2 separate regions of the Ovis canadensis genome follow, and region 1 is linked to region 2. A link is a contact called in public Hi-C data. All regions are on one chromosome and are shown on one strand. Each heading gives the region's core, a stretch centred on a gene start, on an enhancer-like site or on the middle of the called end of the contact. The rest is flanking DNA. Distances are from core to core; before and after follow the strand shown. Region 1 holds the start of HBQ1 (hemoglobin subunit theta 1). Region 2 overlaps NPRL3 (NPR3 like, GATOR1 complex subunit).

Evidence for each region. Hi-C and Micro-C count contacts between places; a contact is called where the count stands out from the background.
Region 1: a Hi-C map of fibroblasts shows a contact between it and region 2, with 4 times the contacts expected there. The contact joins the promoter of HBQ1 here to the enhancer-like site in region 2. A contact is called at or near these places in 2 of 2 Hi-C or Micro-C datasets (fibroblasts and lung).

Annotation. Positions count from the first base shown.
Region 1 is chr24:15,511,491-15,514,190 of ARS-UI_OviCan_v2, forward strand. HBQ1 (hemoglobin subunit theta 1) reads left to right here and starts at 1,333. Exons shown (of 3, transcript XM_069570449.1): 1 at 1,333-2,603. The coding sequence starts at 2,509. LOC138429202 (hemoglobin subunit alpha-1) reads left to right here. Exons shown (of 3, transcript XM_069570448.1): 2 at 1-19; 3 at 124-348. The coding sequence ends at 252.
Region 2 is chr24:15,457,778-15,460,666 of ARS-UI_OviCan_v2, forward strand. NPRL3 (NPR3 like, GATOR1 complex subunit) reads right to left here. Exons shown (of 13, transcript XM_069570422.1): 5 at 607-760. Among named protein-coding and RNA genes, the nearest start is that of TRNAE-UUC, 7.7 kb to the right of the region's middle. Within about 2 kb of position 1,509, the one cell type or tissue checked has open chromatin away from gene starts, as enhancers often do. A contact at or near this core is called in fibroblasts, where this site is marked.

The sequences.
Region 1 (2,700 bases), core at 83-2,582, 54 kb after region 2:
GGACCCGGTCAACTTCAAGGTGAGCTCGCGGGCCGGGCCGGGACAGACCTGGGCTAGCGGGGCGGAGAATGCGGCGGCGCCCCCACCCAGCCCCCGCCCCACTGACGTCCCCTCTCTCGGCAGCTTCTGAGCCACACCCTGCTGGTGACCCTGGCCTGCCACCACCCCAATGATTTCACCCCCGCGGTCCACGCCTCCCTGGACAAGTTCTTGGCCAACGTGAGCACCGTGCTGACCTCCAAATACCGTTAAGCTGGAGCCTCGGCGACCCCTACCCTGGCCTGGAGCGCCCTTGCGCTCTGCGCACTCTCACCTCCTGATCTTTGAATAAAGTCTGAGTGGGCTGCAGTGTCTGTCTGTAGCCTCGGGTCTCTGTCCGCGAACCGGCCCAGGTTCTCATTGCCTCAGACCAAGGAGCTCTCAGGCAGAGAGAGAGAAGGGGAAAACTGGATGGAGGGGTGGGGGTGGCAGCCTGCCCCACTGCCACTACCTGGGATTCTCTGGGCAGCCCTCACCCTCAGCCTGGAGTGATTTCTGAGTATCTTGGCCCTTCCCTGAATTCATCCCAGAGCCTTGCATGTTCATCACGGAGTTTTTTGTGCAAATGATCAATTTGTTGGTGGACCTCAAGCCAGGACTCGGAGCTCTCCCGGGGCTGCTCCCAGAGCTGGGTGGTGCTGAGAACACAGAGGCCCTCTGGGTGCCTCCCTCCCCACCAAGTGCCTAGAGGAAGCTAGGGGTGCATAGTGCCCTTATAGAGCCAGGCCAGGTCCTGGAGGCACCTCTGTCACCTGGTACACACACCCCCTCAGGACACCCACTGGGCCATTGAGGGTCTGAAGGCCTGATTTGGGGGGCCCAGCTCAGGATCCTGAGGCCTGCCCTGCCCTGCACTGCCCTGAGGCCCACTGACTCCCCCTGGCGCTGCTGTGGAGAGGAGAGCCAGGGGCAGGGCGCCTACACTCAGAGGTGCTTTCTTCCTGTGGAGAATGCCCCTAGCGCCTGCGGCTTGAGGTGTCCAGTCCTGGCAGTGGTCCAGCCCCAAGCTTTCAGCTTGGGAAGCAGTGTCCTTTCTTCCCTGGGCCCAAGAGTCTCTGTCAGAAAATGGATGGCAAGTTTCCTGCCTCAATGTGCTCTGCTTTTAGCATATGAGCTCAGTAAGAGGCAGTCTTCCTTATTTTATTATTAGGCAAAATGAGAGCCTGGACTAAAAGTGGAAACAACCCAAATGTCCATCGAGAGATGAGAGGACAAACAAAATGTGGTCTAAACAGACAATTGCATGTTACCCAGCCATAACAAGCAATGAAGTGCAAATACAAAAGACCGTGTGCTGCATGGCTCTATTCACATGAAATGTCCAGAATAGGCAAATTCACAGAGGCCAAGAGCAGACTGGTGATGTCCAGGGGCTGGAGGGCAGGCGTTATGGACTGACTGCTGATGGGGACAGCGTTTCTCTTTGGGATTACGAAAAAGTTCTGGAATTAGATAGTGGTGATGGTCACACAGTGAATATGATTAAATCGCTGGATTGTACACTTGAAAATGGCTAAGACAGTAAATTTTATGTTATGCAAATTTCAATGCATTTTTTTAAAGGATGTATAGTGATGCCTGGCACAGAATGAGTGCTACATGGGTATGAGCTATTATGTGGGGGATCTATCCTGTACTGTGCTAGGTCGCTTCAGTTGCATCCAACTCTGCGATCCTATGGACCACAGCCCTCCAGACTCCTCTGTCCATGGGATTCTCCTGACAAAATACTGGAGTGGGTTGCCGTGCCTGCCTTCAGGGGATCATCCTGACCCAGCGATCGAACCCTTGTGTTCCCAACACTCATGTCTCTTAAGTCTCCTGCGTTGGCAGGTGGATTCTTTACCATTAGCGCCAACTAGATTTCTATTTGGGATAAGAAAGTTCTGGAATTAGTGGTGATGGTAACACATAGTGTGAATGTAGTTAAAGACACTGAATTGTACACCTCAAATGGCTAAGACAGTAAATTTTATGTGAATTTCAATGCATTTTTTAAAAAGGATGTATGGTGATGCCTGGCACAGAATGAGTGCTTTATAGGTATTGGCTATTATTTGTAGGATCTATCCTAGCCACTCTGAATGCTCATTGTCCTGAAAAGGGCATCTGCTATGAACCAGGAACAACCTTGGGAAGAAGAAACTGTTACTTTCCTTATATACCATAAATGAGAAAACAGACTGACGTTCAATGCCAAACTCCATGCTAAAATTCAGGGCCACCTAATATTGACACATACTAAATATTAGTTTCCAAAAATAGGGATTTCAGGGTCCAGGGCGATTGGGAAGGCCCCAGGTCAGAGCTGACGCTCCGTGGAGATTTCCTAGACCCCTCCCGGCCAGATTCTGCGACCAGAGGCCCGGCGCCCCCCGGAGGCCAAGGGGGCAGCAGGCCGAGAGGCGCAGGCGCAGGCGCATCCCGGGCTTCACCGAGAGGCCGAGAGCGCGGCAGGCTGTCTCCACGATGGTGCTGGCGCCGGCGGACCGCGCTGCAGTGCTCGCGTTGTGGCGGAAGCTCGGGACCAACGTCGGCATCTACACGACGGAGGCCCTGGAGAGGTGCGCACGGCCCCGGCGCATCAGGGCTCACCTGTCTTCAGCGGGCTCGGGGGATGCGTCCCCCGCCGTCCGGTTCCGGAGCCCTTCCTCCCGAGGC
Region 2 (2,889 bases), core at 259-2,758:
TGGGGAAAATGAATGTATTACACGTTTTGACAACTGTCAGACATCAAACACCAATTTTTCCAAGTGGCACATTCACATGTACTTTTACTTATAGCTGAAATTAGCCCAAGGTCACTGGCAAACGTAGTCCTGGGTTTCTCTTCTGCTATGGAGGTGCTGGCCTGAGAAGACAGAGGTGCAAGGCCTGTGACAGAGGGGGCGTCTCTCAGCTCTGAAATGCTGACAGTGCACCAAGGCCTCGAGCGGGCCTATCAGCAGATACTACTTTTAATAACTGGTCAGCTGACCACTCAATTGGGCTCCCCTTCACTTCTGCTGAAAGCAAAGAAGAGGCCTCCTTCCAGCTTGACGCTGCCCTTCCGCATGCCCCCCATCCCAGGGAGACTGCCCAGCAGGACCAGGGTGGTACCTGACCTGCAGGAAGAGCCATCATGTGGGGTCTGGGGGAGGGGAACATTTTGGGCTGGGGAGCCACTCCCAGAGTATCAGTTTGGGACCTGGGGTCTCGCTGGGAGCTCTGAGGGTCTTGCTGCGTGCCCAGGGCATGCCCAGTCCAGCACAGAGCCCACCCGCCTCCGTGCCGGGAGAAGCCGCCGGCACGCTCACCGTCGGCCGTGGCGGACGCCTCGTCCTGCAGTGCCAGGATCAGCTTGGCCTCCCGCGTGAGGTACTGGCAGCGGCGCTCCTCGTGCTGCAGCACGGTGGCAATGCGGCGGGAGAGGGTGTGCAGGCAGCTGATCACCGACGGGTCCGCGTGGGCCTGCAGGGCACCCCGGGAGGACACGCAGCATCGCTCAGACCGCGAAAGAGCCCTCTCTGGGTGTCCCGTCCCGGGTCCCCTCGAGGGCCTCTCCCAGCAATGCTCCCTGGTGGGCATGGAGCTGCTGCCCACACGGAGGCACAGACGGCCCTGTGGGGTCCCCAGTGGGGAGGGACAGGCACGCAGGCACTTCTAACAAGTGAGAGAGGGTGCCGTACTCAGGGGCCCAGGCCAGCACGTCCAGGGACGCGGGGGATGTTCAGGAATGCACTCCGGGCCTCTAGGAACAGCCCAGTGACACAACGGAAGGCCCAGACCCCGCCACCACGTGCGGGGGGACCCAAGGTCACAGGCTTCCATCTGAGGAAGAACAAGGGCTCCTTCCTCCCCCATCAGCCCACGGGTCAAGTGCTCAGAGTAAGCCTACGGAGCAGAGCCCCGGTGGTGTCTACGGTCTCCAGGGAGCAGCTGGTGAGAGCTCAGTCGCACAAGCACACAGGCAACAACGGGGACACAGCGTGAGACACAAGCATGGGCCACGACTCAGCGGCGACCCCGTCCTCAGAGGGAGCACTCTTCCCGAGAGCTGGCTGGCAGCCCAGCAGGCCCCGCATGCCCCTCTGCACCCCTCTGCTAACCCTGGCACCTATCGGGGGCCCCAGCCAGGCCAGGCCTGCACACCCGCCCAGGCCAAGGGTGGGGCAGGCAGCTGTGAGGTCTGTGAAGATGCCCCCAGAGCCGATAACCGCCCGCGTGACTCAGCACCCCAGGAGCCGACAGGGAGGCTGAGTCATCCCGGGTGGAGGTGGGAGGAGGGGAGAGTGGCGGCCCCGATTAGAGCCACCGCTTGGCCTCCCCTCCTGTTTATCTGCAGGCACGGCCCTCGGCAAAGGTTCACAGCCAGGCTCCTGGGCCAAACCTTGACCTAGACAAAGTAAACACCTTCATCACCTGGAGCTGGAGACACTCTAGCTCCTAGCAGGTCCACACTCACAAGCAGAACTCACCCCTGGAAGCACGCCTGTGCGGCGAGGGGCTGAGGGCTAGACCCACACCGGGCCCCCTGCAGATCACAGCCCTCCCCACATCCAGGAGGGCCCCTCAAGGGCCCCCGGAAGGTCACGGGACAGAGGGTCTGGGTTAAGTGTGTACACAAGTGCCTCAAATCAAAATGTTCTGCCTTAGATTTTAGAAAAATCTGTGTAAAAATCCTCCTCCCAGCAGAGCAGAGGGAGGAGAGTGACCTGGGCACATGGTCACTCCCTGACCCCCAGCACACGTCTACTGGCTGGGACAGGACGGTGCCGCAAATCGGGTGCCCAGGGCCGCTCACTCACACTCCTGGGCGAGGCCCACATGGACGAGTGTGCCTAGGTGTCCCCACTGGCTGCAAGGCTTGGTCCGGCCCCAGGTGCCTGCAGAGCCCAGGCTATGTGGGGTACACCAAGAAGGGGACCACCGAGGATGCGCCGGCCCCGCTGGAGCTCTGAGAAACATGCCGTCCCTGCAGACACGCTGTGAAGCAGCATGCCGCGCAAGGCGTCGCCAGTGGGACTGTCTCACCCGTGAAACTCCCACCAAACAGTCAGGCCCTCAGAGCAGACGTCCAGTTTGCAGGAGACAAAGGGACTGTCTGCACAGAGATGGGTCTAAAGGAGGAGAGAGTGCTAGATGGAGAGGAGGGGAGCGTTAGAGGCCTGGGCACCCAACCCCCCACGCTTCTGTGGGCTGGTTTCTGGTTTTCACTCCAGTTTAGACAGGCCAACGGGAAAAAAATGCTGTGATGCCTGGGACACGTTGCCATGAACCAGACACTAGCTGCCACCTGCATAAGCTAGTTCTGTCAGGCATGGTGTGCAACAGCTGTCCCCCCTCAGAGACGGTTCCTGAAGTATGCAGGAGTGAGCAGACAGGCGCTCTGAGACCTGTCGTCCTCAGCCAGGCCACGGGGTCGGGCAGAGGAGCCAGGGGCAGCGGCAGCAGCCGTGGGACCTGAGACAGGGGCACAAGGGTCATTGGTCTACTGTCTCGAGCCCAGGGCGTGCTGAAAACTTCAAAGCAAAAAGAGTGGACGTTTTTATATGACTTCAGAAAAGAGGAAATAAAACCCGTCCACTCTTTACCTTGCA